2 separate regions of the Rattus norvegicus genome follow, and region 1 is linked to region 2. Evidence: chromatin contacts called from public Hi-C data. All regions are on one chromosome and are shown on one strand. Each heading gives the region's core, a stretch centred on a gene start, on an enhancer-like site or on the middle of the called end of the contact. The rest is flanking DNA. Distances are from core to core; before and after follow the strand shown.

Region 1 (5,333 bases), core at 2,813-5,312, 380 kb after region 2:
GGACTAATGGACACATGTTTATTCCACAATGCCCGAAGGGTTGATCAAGATTGAATATCCATCAGCAAGACTGAGGAAGGCTTCTTGGAGGTAATGTGGTGTGGTTTCAATGAACTGTAAAAGAACAAAATTCCAGAAACTATCATAGTGAGACTATGAGGGTGGAGAAAAAGAAAGTTTACAATGTTCTGTTCAGTCAAAAACTTTTAGAGATGAGACTCTGTCCCAAGTGACTGAGATTTTTGGAGTCACCAACAGGAAGGGCTTCCTTCTTCCATGATTCCTGAAGTAGGGTGTATGCCAGCAGAGTGTCATAGGTGTCTCTTGACTAATGGCTCGTTTACTAAAGGAGCCCCCTTTCTTCGCTGTCTTTTTCTGTCCAGTAAAGCCCCTCTGGGAAGTGATGACTGAAGTCTTCTACTGCACTTCCGGCATTTCAGCACCTCTGAACTGAAACTCTGGCCTTCTTACAGTGCATTTCATTGCTGTTTGATGTCCAGTTGTGCCTTAGGATCTTCATACATGAGATGCTATAATGCCAGGAACTAAGAGTACATACATGCTATGCTACATGTTTGTACAAAGCCCACTTATGCAAACAATTTTACTCAGAGCTTGAAGGACTGTACAACAGGGTGAGCTCTGGATGTCTTAGTATCATGAGCCATCCGCGGAGACTCAAAGCCATCCGTATCAGAGTCATATGGAATGGAGCCATGTTTGATCATGGAAAGATCTCCTGTTACCAGTAGCAGAGATAAGAAGACTAAATTTAAGTATCAAGTTACCAGAAATAGCTATATGTCATTCTGCATGATCTGTGCAGTGTAGACACTGTGTAGCATACTATCTGTTGCATGGACGGCTTCATGAGTACCTAGCGTGGGTGGAGCCTAGCAGGGATTTGCAGACTGGAGGCCCTGATCTTCTCTCTCAGGGGATAGCAGCTATCTCTGCAGCTGATAGAAAAAAAACACTGCTTATGAAGCTCTCTGACAGGAAATGAAGGTCACTAACACTGGGAGGAAGAGCTCTGTGGTGAGCTCCGGACCTTCAGTTTACTCATCTGTAAAATGGGATGGTAAGTCCCGCAGGAGCAAAGCAAATATCAGTAAGAGAGATGTGGTTGTAAAAGCTTTGAGGTTGTGGATAATAGCGTCCTGCAGATTTTTCTGTCTACTGTTTTAGATGTGTAGGTAAACACATCTTCATCAAGTAGGGACCAATGATATGGGGGAAAGAATGGACACTGTGTACATAAGGATGCCATATGTTAGCTGCTGCTTGTAATAACCAAGAGGTGGTAGTCTGTGACTTAGTAAACTTGTTTGAATCTCAAAATACTCAGGAGACAGTAAGAGATGAATCCACAGCCTAAATTCAACTTGAGCTGATACCCTAGCCTATGTTCTGTCATTTGCCTCCCTGTGGCAAGTGCAAATTGGGTGAGAAGTGTCTAGAGCTGTTAGATTTTTCTACTTTTAGCATTCAGTTGGTGGAATGTAATTTTCGACCTGTTTTCAAGAACCTCGTGTGAGCAAAAGGCGTGGAAACGCATTACACCTAATATCTTGTAGCCGTTAAAACTAGTCTTCCAATCAATTCCTGTCCTTAGGAAGTCAGGGAACGGCAAATGTTTATATGTCACTGTTATGATCTTACTAAATTCCCATTTTAGCATTCTTTGAAGAAGTACTGAAGCAACTAGACAAGTTTTTATTTATTAATTTTGCATAATTTGCATAAGTTTGCATGTCTTTCTTTTTCTAAAAGAGACCTTGCTCATGTTTTAGGAATAGAATTACATATATATATATATATATGAAGTTAAAGAGTTTACGCCTATAATTCAATTACTTTTGCCAATATAGTGATGGACAGGCATGCAAGAGACACATGGAGACATGCAAGTATATGCACATGGAGAGAAGGAAAGAAAGACAGAGAGAGAATATTCTATTCTGGATATACCTACCTACACAAACATACTCAGATATAATGTTTTACTAGATACATGCCAATTCCTTAGTCTTATTAGTACTGATGAGAAATCAACTAGCATAATGTATGCATGCACATAAAATATGCATGCACATCAAGAACACAGGTGGACCCAACATATATATTCCTGCATGCTATGATCCGAAAGACCTAGGAAAAATCTTTATAAGTGTATGGCTTCATAATGTCCAAATCCATTCCATTTGAACACATGTGTTCATCTACCTGTTAGGACCACATCTGTCTCTAGGCAATATGCTGCTAGGCTGAGGACCCCACCTTTTAGGCTTGCTTAGGGGATTATCTGTAGACTCATGTCCAAGATCTGTGTATGAGCTCCATACACTGGTCCTGTCTCTCTCAACATCACTGTCGAGAAGGCTCCACGTAGAACGGCCTAATAATCTCTGCTTTCTTCATTCAAATACTTTTAGAATGCTCAGAATTTCCAGTCTCAAGTTCCAAACTCCTCCCACAAAGCAGTTTCAAAAGACTTTATTGTCCTTTGGACCTTTGGTTCAGTTTAGCATAGCAATGGCCCCGTTTCTTGGTACCAAGTTCCACCTTGGTTTCTTTTCTGGTTGCTATGGCAACTTATTCAGACCAAAGCAACTTAAGGGAGAAATGTTTTATTTGGATCATCATCCTGGGTGATAGCTCATTATAGCATGCAAGTCCCAGCAGCAGAATATGGAGATGGCTGTGACACTATGCTCAAAAATAAGTTTGATGCTGGTGAAAGTGAAGGCACAGGTCTGGGTGTTGAGAAGTCTAAGGGCAAAGTGCCAACCTTGGTGGTACCAATGAGGGCCATCTTTGGGGGTTATTGACCACCATTTTCTTAATATTTTCACAAAGTAATAAATGTGCTGCTGAAGCCTCATTATAGAGATCATGGCCTTATTAGTGAGACTCCTCACCCTTGACCTAATTATTTACCACAGACTAAAGTGATACCATCTTCATGGGTAGAATGTGATCATATGACTTCTTGGAGGACATGCATACTCAGACCACAGCATCAACATGAATATCCTTCATGAAAATTATGGTGCTTCTTCCCCCCAAAAGATTGACCTATATGCCTCTCCTCAAGGAGCATCTTCTTCATTGTATAATGATCCTTCGCATGTGACAACTGTATTGTCAGAGTGCAAACTGCTTAAGAGCTGGGACCATATCACATAAAAATACATTTCAATCCATAGTATCATACAAGGATCTAATAAAACCAATATCATAAGTGACATGAGATTCAGAACAGCGTGTTGATTCCATGTATCACACCATGGCAATTAATAAGATGACGTTCATAAGGTATGGGTTGCTCACTATTTAAAAGCTTTGCTCTCCAAACATGTACTTCCTTAGTTACCTGTAGTGAACCTGAGGTTTCTTAGAGAAACATTCTCATCATGGTGAGCAGCTTCCTATATCAGCTATAAAACTTAAAATAACTGAGACTATCAGAGAATGAAGACTCACGTATCAAGTTTAAAATCTGGATCCAGGAGTGGAGATCTCAGAATGTGTCTGTCTATATGTGATGGGTTCCTAGATGTCTTTTGAAGAAGGACTATTTGATACTCTACCATCTATCTCGGGGCATTATTTTGTCTCACCTGAGATTTATTCTATCTCTAAAAGTGTTGAAGTACAAACCCCCACAAAGCCAATTCTAAACATGGACTCTCTTGGTGTACGAGATGTCCTATATGCACAAGGCAGGTTAATCAAAATGAACCACAGAAAAAGAGATGACTTATGCATGAGAGGCTTGCTTTAAGTGGTCACTGAGATCAGTCCTCTGAGCTGTCCTGACCCCACTGGTTTTTCCTGGCTTTGAAGAGCTCCTAGTGCTTTCAGGGCTCTGTTATTTCATTCTGACTTTCCTGGAAACAGAAGTGCATGAGCCTTTAGCCTGGGTAGCCGTGACCCTGTGTGTCCTGCCTACATCATTTATTTATAAGTTGGCAGGGAAGAAGTCTGGTACTTTCTGTGCTGAGGAAAGCTGACTAACATTCCCTGCTCCGACACAGCACTGGAATGCAGATGCTCTCAACCTTCAAAAGACTCCGGCCATGCCTGCACACAGTCTGGAAGACCCTGGGGCTCGAGGGCTTGAGTTAATGACACAGCATCACATGGCTGCGGTTACAGGCTGTCTTGCCAAGGTTGTACAGCTGGTGGCCTGTGTGTTGGAAGATGCTGCTGCCCCCTGCTGTACCTGGAGTTGCCAGAGGAACAGCTTCGGTGGGGTTTAAAGAGAGCCCAATTTATCTTTTCTCTAAGGCGCTCTTTTTCTTTGGCTCCTGGCGGGTCTCCCTCAGCTCGGGTTGTGGTTATGTCTGTGTTAGATACTAAGCCATCTGTCTTCCCTAGAGGCAGAGCTGATTTATAAGAGAGGCTGTAGACAGAGGTTGGCACTGTCCTCGCTTGGATTTTACTTCAGACTGGAACCTCCTGAATATTCTGTACTGTGTTCACTCTCTTGCGTGGGACAAGCATTCCATGTGTTTTTTGTTTGTTTGTTTGTTTGTTTTTTGTTTTTGTTTTTGCATCTCCAGGGTTTGTTTACTATAGAGTTATAGAATACCACCAAGGCCATTTTTCAGCTCATTTAATCCTCTCGAATGAAGTTTGTTTTCCCCTTCCCATCAGCTCCCTTTCCTGCAGCTGCCAGAAGCTCTTCAGATTCATACTTGCATTAAATATTTAAGCATGCATTTCCAGGGAAGGAATGTATTCTGCGCTCAGAGCAGGGCTGGCAGATGAAGTTCCTCCAGGAGAGAGGAGATGGCTTTATGGAGGGCTTATGAGGGGTTGTCACACGATGCACCAGGAAATAGAGATACAGTGGCCTCTATGTGATTTGAAGCTTCAGACAGACTTTCATTCCTAGAAGATGCTTGGTATGCGGCAGCACTGCAGGGCCATGAAATTCTAGGTCAACACAACAGAATTAAAGCTGATGAATAATGCATGCGGATTTAAAGGAAAACCCGCACCTCCAGAAGAAGATGGTAACGTTTAAATTCTTGCAACCCAGGCACACATCTTTTATTCAGTGAATGGACTCCCACATGAGAACTTTGCAAAAAGGAACAACTTTATCATTTGAGGGGAACGTTTACTGAGCATCAGACATGCACTTAGACTTAGTGATGTGGAAGACGGGGATTGAGATGAGGATGTGAAGGGCCTTGGAGATTCTGCTAGTGCATCAAGGGCCTGGTCCAAGTGTATTAGGGGATCATGAGCTTTGAGCCCTACCCTGTTTCTGTTCACAGCTCCCGGGGTAGATATTGCCATGCTTGCAAAGGAAAAATGCA
Region 2 (5,380 bases), core at 868-3,367:
AGCCGGCAGCTGCTCCCTGCGTCTCAGCCCTAGCCTATTTGAATACCCGGACGAGGGCGGGCGGCTTCCTGAGCAGGGTGCACCCGGGGCGCCCTGGGGAGTGACCCCGGGGGAAAAGCAACTGGGGCATTTCGAGCGCGTGAAAACTTCGTGCTTCCGCCGGGGCACGGAAAATGCTAGTGAAACACATTTGAGAGTTCCAGGGGCTGCAGCAAAAAATTTTCCCCCTCAATTGATAACAAAATCGTGAGTGCAGTCGGAAGGTGAAGAGGCGAGAGATCCCTGGTACCCGGGCAAAATGTAAGGATCCCACTGATACCTAATTTCCTTCCCTAGGAAGGCAAGGAACCAGTACGTGGGAAGAGGGGTAGAGAGGGAAGGGGATGGGCACGGAGGTTTCCACACCCTAGTAGGAAATTCTCAGACTGCTCAGACGTCCCAGTGTTTCTGCGTGGCAAGCTGATACCCGCTCTCAGGGGAGATCTCGGCTCCGAGGGAAGGAAGGGCGACCGCGACCTTCCCTACCCGCGCACCCGCAGCGGGGCAGCGGGGCCAGTCCGGGTCGCTGGGCGCACCGCACATCCTTCGCCCGCTGGCCGGCTCCAGACTGGTTTTTCTGGTTCAGCCTCCCTCCCAGGGACGCGCTGGGGGATCCGATGACGTCGCTGGCTGAGTCTCTCCCTCTTCCTCCCTCCCTTCCCTCGCCTCTCCCCCGCCCGCCCTCGCCGCGCACTCCTCCTAGTAACTTCTGTTCGGGGAGGCGCTGCCAGGAATAACCCGGTGCGTCCACAGCCCGGAGGGGAGGCGGCCGCTGCGGCTCCCTCACGCCGACAAACTGCGGCCCGGGTCCCGGCGGCTCGAGCCCCAGCTTGGCCGCCCTGGCCCCCGCCCTGGCTCCATCTCCTAACAGTGTCCGAAAATAAATAAATATATAAATAAAGGCAAGAGGAGCCTGGGCTGGCGGTGGGGATCGCCTCCCTCCCTCCTCCCTCCCTCCGCGCCCGCCCTCCCTCTGTCCTTAAGGAAATGCTACCAGACACCCCCCACCAGACACGCTCAGCCTGGGCGAGGAGCGGCCGCGGCAGCAAGAACAAGGGCATCGGGGGGCTTTCCTCCCCTCCTCCTCTCCCTCCTCTTCCTCCTCCTGCGCTGCTGTGACTTTACAGGTGAGCGGCCGCCGCGGCTGCGAGGATCCCCCCCACCGCCCGCCGCGTCGCGCCCTCCTTCGGCCGCTGTCACCCGGACTGCCGGGAGCTGACAGCCGCCCGAGGGGCTCGCGGCCGGGAGGCTGGCGGCCGGCGGGAGGCGGGCTGGAGGTGAGGGGGTGGAGAGCTGGAGAGCGGGGCGCCGCCGTGCGCTGTCTCTCCCCGGTGGAGGAGGGTCTCCTCAAAAAGAGAAAGAAAAAGGAAAAAGAAAAAAAAAAGACATCTTCGGTGACTGTGGCACAAGTATTTGCCAAGTTGAGTCTTGGACATTGAAGCTTGCCGGAGCTCGAGCAACTTGAAAGGTCTCCTGGCTGGGTAGCAGCCTCCCTCCACGCCTCGACTCTTGGGTACTGGGTGCAGCCCTGGGGTGCGTGGAGGGCGCACCGGCCGCCGGCAGAGCAGAGCGGCGGGAATCTAGGTCCCTTCTCGGCTCGGTAAGTGGCCTCGGTGCCGTGTTTTTCCTGCCTGCACCAGAGATCGAGCTTGTTTCACTTTACCCTGAAATCGCCTTCTCCCAACTCCATCGCCCCCTCCGTGGCGCGCGCCCCCGGCCGCTTTCCCGGTGGCCCAGGGGTAAGGGTCGGAGGGGGCGGGGATGGGGGAGACCTAGGCAAGGGGGGTCGGGCGCATTGGGAAATGCGGGGAATACCCTGGCCGAGGTTCTATGCAGATGAGGGGAGGCTGCTTTGCGTAATGTCCTGGGGGGGGAGGGGGCCGCGCGGGAGCGCTGGAGGCAGGAATGTGCCTGGTTACTAATGAGGGACGTGCACCGGCGCGCACCGCCCGGCCACCGCTGCGGCTGCCGCGGCCGGCGGCCCGTTGTCAGGTAGCGGGGGAGGGGGCGCGGCGCGGGGCTGGGGGCGGCGCGGGCGGGCGAGCGGGCGAGCGGGCGAGCGGACCGCAAGGGCCGGGCCGCCGGCCTGCGGCCGAGCGAGCGCGGCGGAGGCGCTGGCGCTGGGCAATTCGGTGACTCCTTTCTCCTCCGGAGCGAGGAAGGAAGGAAGGAGAGAAGGAAGGAAGGAAGCGAAGAAGGAGGGGACTGTCTCCATGGAAGGTTCAGGCGGAGGCGCCCTCGCCTTGCGGGTGCACCGGCCGCAGAGCAGTTCCAGCCGCCGCCGGCTGGCCCCCGGCGCGTGGAGACGGGTGGGGGCGGATTGCATGCTTGTTTGTGCTTCTGGTCGGGGGATCGGGAAGAAACATGTGTGTTTGGGCAGTGCACCGCGAGGAGCTGGGTCTGCGCCTTTATGTCTGTTCCCTGAAGTGGGTGGAACGTTGGCCCGTTCCGGGAATGTTCCATGACGTGGTGCAGCCACAGGAAGGGGGTTAACGAGGGGCTCTCTGCCGCGGCGGCTCTGCTGGCTGCTATCAAAGCAGATGTGCTGCTGCCGCCGCACCTCTCACCTCCCTTCACCCCCAACCCCCTCCTTTCCATTCTGTGCGTCTGGTGCTGGTAGGGCTAAGACAGGAAAACATAGCTTCTATATGTGCGTGCGTGCGTGTGTGTGTGTGTGTGTGTGTGTGTGTGTGTGTGTGTGTGTGTGTGTATGGTGGGGGTGATTTGTCTGTCGTATTTGGTGGGGGTACGACTCCAGATTAGCCTTGCCATCCCAGCTGTTATCACAGATCGGTGCGCTTTATACGCATGTGCCTCCCGCGTCCTGTCCCTCTTACATAACATACCCAGTGCAGCAGAGGACGGGAGAAAATGCGACCCCAACCCTCTAAGCTCAGTTTGTGTGGAGGCTAGAAGGTCGGAGAGGGTCTCTGGATGTTGTGCTGCAGGGATGCAGCTTCTAGCGGGGGGAAGAGACCGAGGGGAAGGAGCGTTTCTTGCAGTGGCTCGCCTCACTCGCCTACTTGAAAGCATCTAAGTGCAAAGGACTGCAGGAACTAGTCCTCTGAATGCGAAAGCTTTTGACTTGCGTCGCCTAGGGAAAGTGGGCGCTCTCACCTCCGGAGGCACAGGGAAGAGAAAGGGTCTGTAACACAGACGCCAGGAGGAGACCCGCAGTAACGTGCTTGGGCTGAGGGCAGAGGGGCTAGCATAGAAGGGACCAGAGGAATCTCTTGATAATAGGTTACACTGGAAACCCCAGAACACCTGTAATGGCTTAGAATTCACACAGGAAGCTGTGTGTGCAACTGACATTGCAAAACCCTTATGCTCTGCACAGTTATTTAGGCCTAAAATGAACACAGAGAGGCTTGCTTCCGGTCCTTTCATTATAATAGGAAAATTGAACTGATTTTTTTTCTTCTTTCCTTTTCTGCCATTTTAAAAATAACTCCAAATTATTAAAAAAATACTATACAGGTACTTTCTTGCACTCTCAAAGCAAGACTTCAGTAATTCACAGGAGGGCTGTTTTTGTATATATCTTGTTTTCGTCGTCGTCGTCGTCGTTGTTGTTGTTGCTGTTTTTGCCAACTCAGCCCTCATCAGGGCTGTTGTTTTTTTTTTTTTCTCTTCAACAGTTTCTTTTGCGTGAATGATCAAACCTAGAAATTACTTGAAGTATTAATAAGATCGATATTAATAAAAATTTCAGTGATCTCTCTCTGCCTAGCAAAAGGCCAGGGAACTTTATTAGACCCATTTCTTCTAGTGATAAGGATCCCATTTGCCCTTGAGCAAACCAAGTTGTTTTACGTATGTTCATGTATCGTTACATACATACGTGCTAGGATGTGTGAATGCCCGCTTGCTTATTTGTCCTATAAGCACGCCAAAATACAGTGTTACGAATTACCCAAGAGGATTGTATAATGAGCATGCCCGGTTTGAATTTTGGGATGGCGGGCCGGCAGTTTATTAAAACTGGAATGCCGTGCATGTGAATAAGGTGGAAGTCATTTTTTTATTGCTAAGAGAAAATTCTGGTGGAGCTCTGAGGAGTCATAGTATCAGATTACAACTGCATTTTTAGTTGGAGCAGGCAGGGAGTTGTCAGTAGCCACAGAATGACAGTGTGCTTCATGTGTCATAATCTCTTCGACCACTAGGCGTGAATTGGGCAGTAGAGTTCTCATTTACAGGAAAACAAATACTATGTATTACAGGGCTGACTCTTGAAAATTATCTGAGATACTTTGTTGCTTTGAGAAGAGGTGGGTCTTAACACAGAATTGCTTATTGGCATCTGTAGTTTGTTTCAGTGATGGCATTTTAGTAGACTCCGTATGAGTAGCAGCTAATATTTATGTATTTAAAGTTGCTTAAAATTAAATAGATGAAAATTGATTGGGGAAAGTTAGGGAGGGTGTTAGTTAATATTAATGATAGCACATACTTAGAACATGTACTATCTATATATTATAAATAAAAGATTATATTTTAATTGGTTAGATGGGGCAGGGGACGTAGAAAAAATACTTCTGTAGTATGTTCGGCAAGAATTTATTTCCGGTAACATATGACATAAGGAGAGGGTCCTGTTTACTGTGTTGAAAGATTACCTAGCAGAATCTTTTGATTGATCAGCTCCTTTTCCCTGGGATGTGTTTACAGATATTCTTGTTACTATGAAACAAAACAGAGGGCAACATATATGCAGGCGTGCCTTGGAGAATAATGGTGCATGTGTGGGCTTGAACTGTTGGCACTGTGACATTATTCAGAAATCAGATTGAGTGCCTTATGCTTATTCCCTAAATGATGAATTTATACTTTGGCAGTGGTGTGTGTGTGTGTGTGTGTGTGTGTGTGTGTGTGTGTGTGTGTGTGTGTGTTTGTATGTGTATGTACATGCTAAGGATTTTATTTCAGCCACAACGACAGATAATAAGTTTGCTATTTCTGTTTCTTTTCAGTTCTTGACTTGGTACCAGTAATTAGCAGAGTTTAGTTTGAAAACTTCAACCTAGGAAAAGATGAGTAGAGAATATTTGGCATGGTGAAAATGTAGTCCAGTATTACATGTGAAGTAATTGAAACCTCTGGCATGGTGACGATTATAATAAGAGGAAAGTGGTAAGAACATTTGGACCCATGGCTGTGGGACGAAAGGTTTGCTCTCCTGTTGGCTGTCACACAGTTTTCACACTTTAGTTCACACCAACCCAGGGAGATCGTTGTATTATGTGTTAGTCCTTTACAGCAGTCCTGTGGGTGGAGAAGTGGCTCTTCTGTGGACGTCTACTTGAACATTTCAGCGGTGGACTTCTCAGTTAGGGAG

What was found. A called contact is a pair of places that touch in the nucleus more often than the background predicts.
Region 1: a contact with region 2 is called in a Hi-C map of prefrontal cortex, with 5 times the contacts expected there. The contact joins the enhancer-like site here to the promoter of Hivep2 in region 2. A contact is called at or near these places in 6 of 12 Hi-C or Micro-C datasets (the A7r5 cell line, the Rat2 cell line, Schwann cells and 3 more) and 1 of 1 datasets of contacts at active chromatin or transcription factors (oligodendrocytes).

Annotation. Positions count from the first base shown.
Region 1 is chr1:10,554,604-10,559,936 of GRCr8, forward strand. No RefSeq gene overlaps it. Among named protein-coding and RNA genes, the nearest start is that of C1h3orf38, 52 kb to the left of the region's middle. Within about 2 kb of position 4,063, at least 24 of the 93 cell types and tissues checked have an H3K27ac peak or open chromatin away from gene starts, as enhancers often do. A contact at or near this core is called in prefrontal cortex, where this site is marked.
Region 2 is chr1:10,177,285-10,182,664 of GRCr8, forward strand. Hivep2 (HIVEP zinc finger 2) reads left to right here and starts at 2,118. Exons shown (of 9, transcript NM_024137.1): 1 at 2,118-2,348.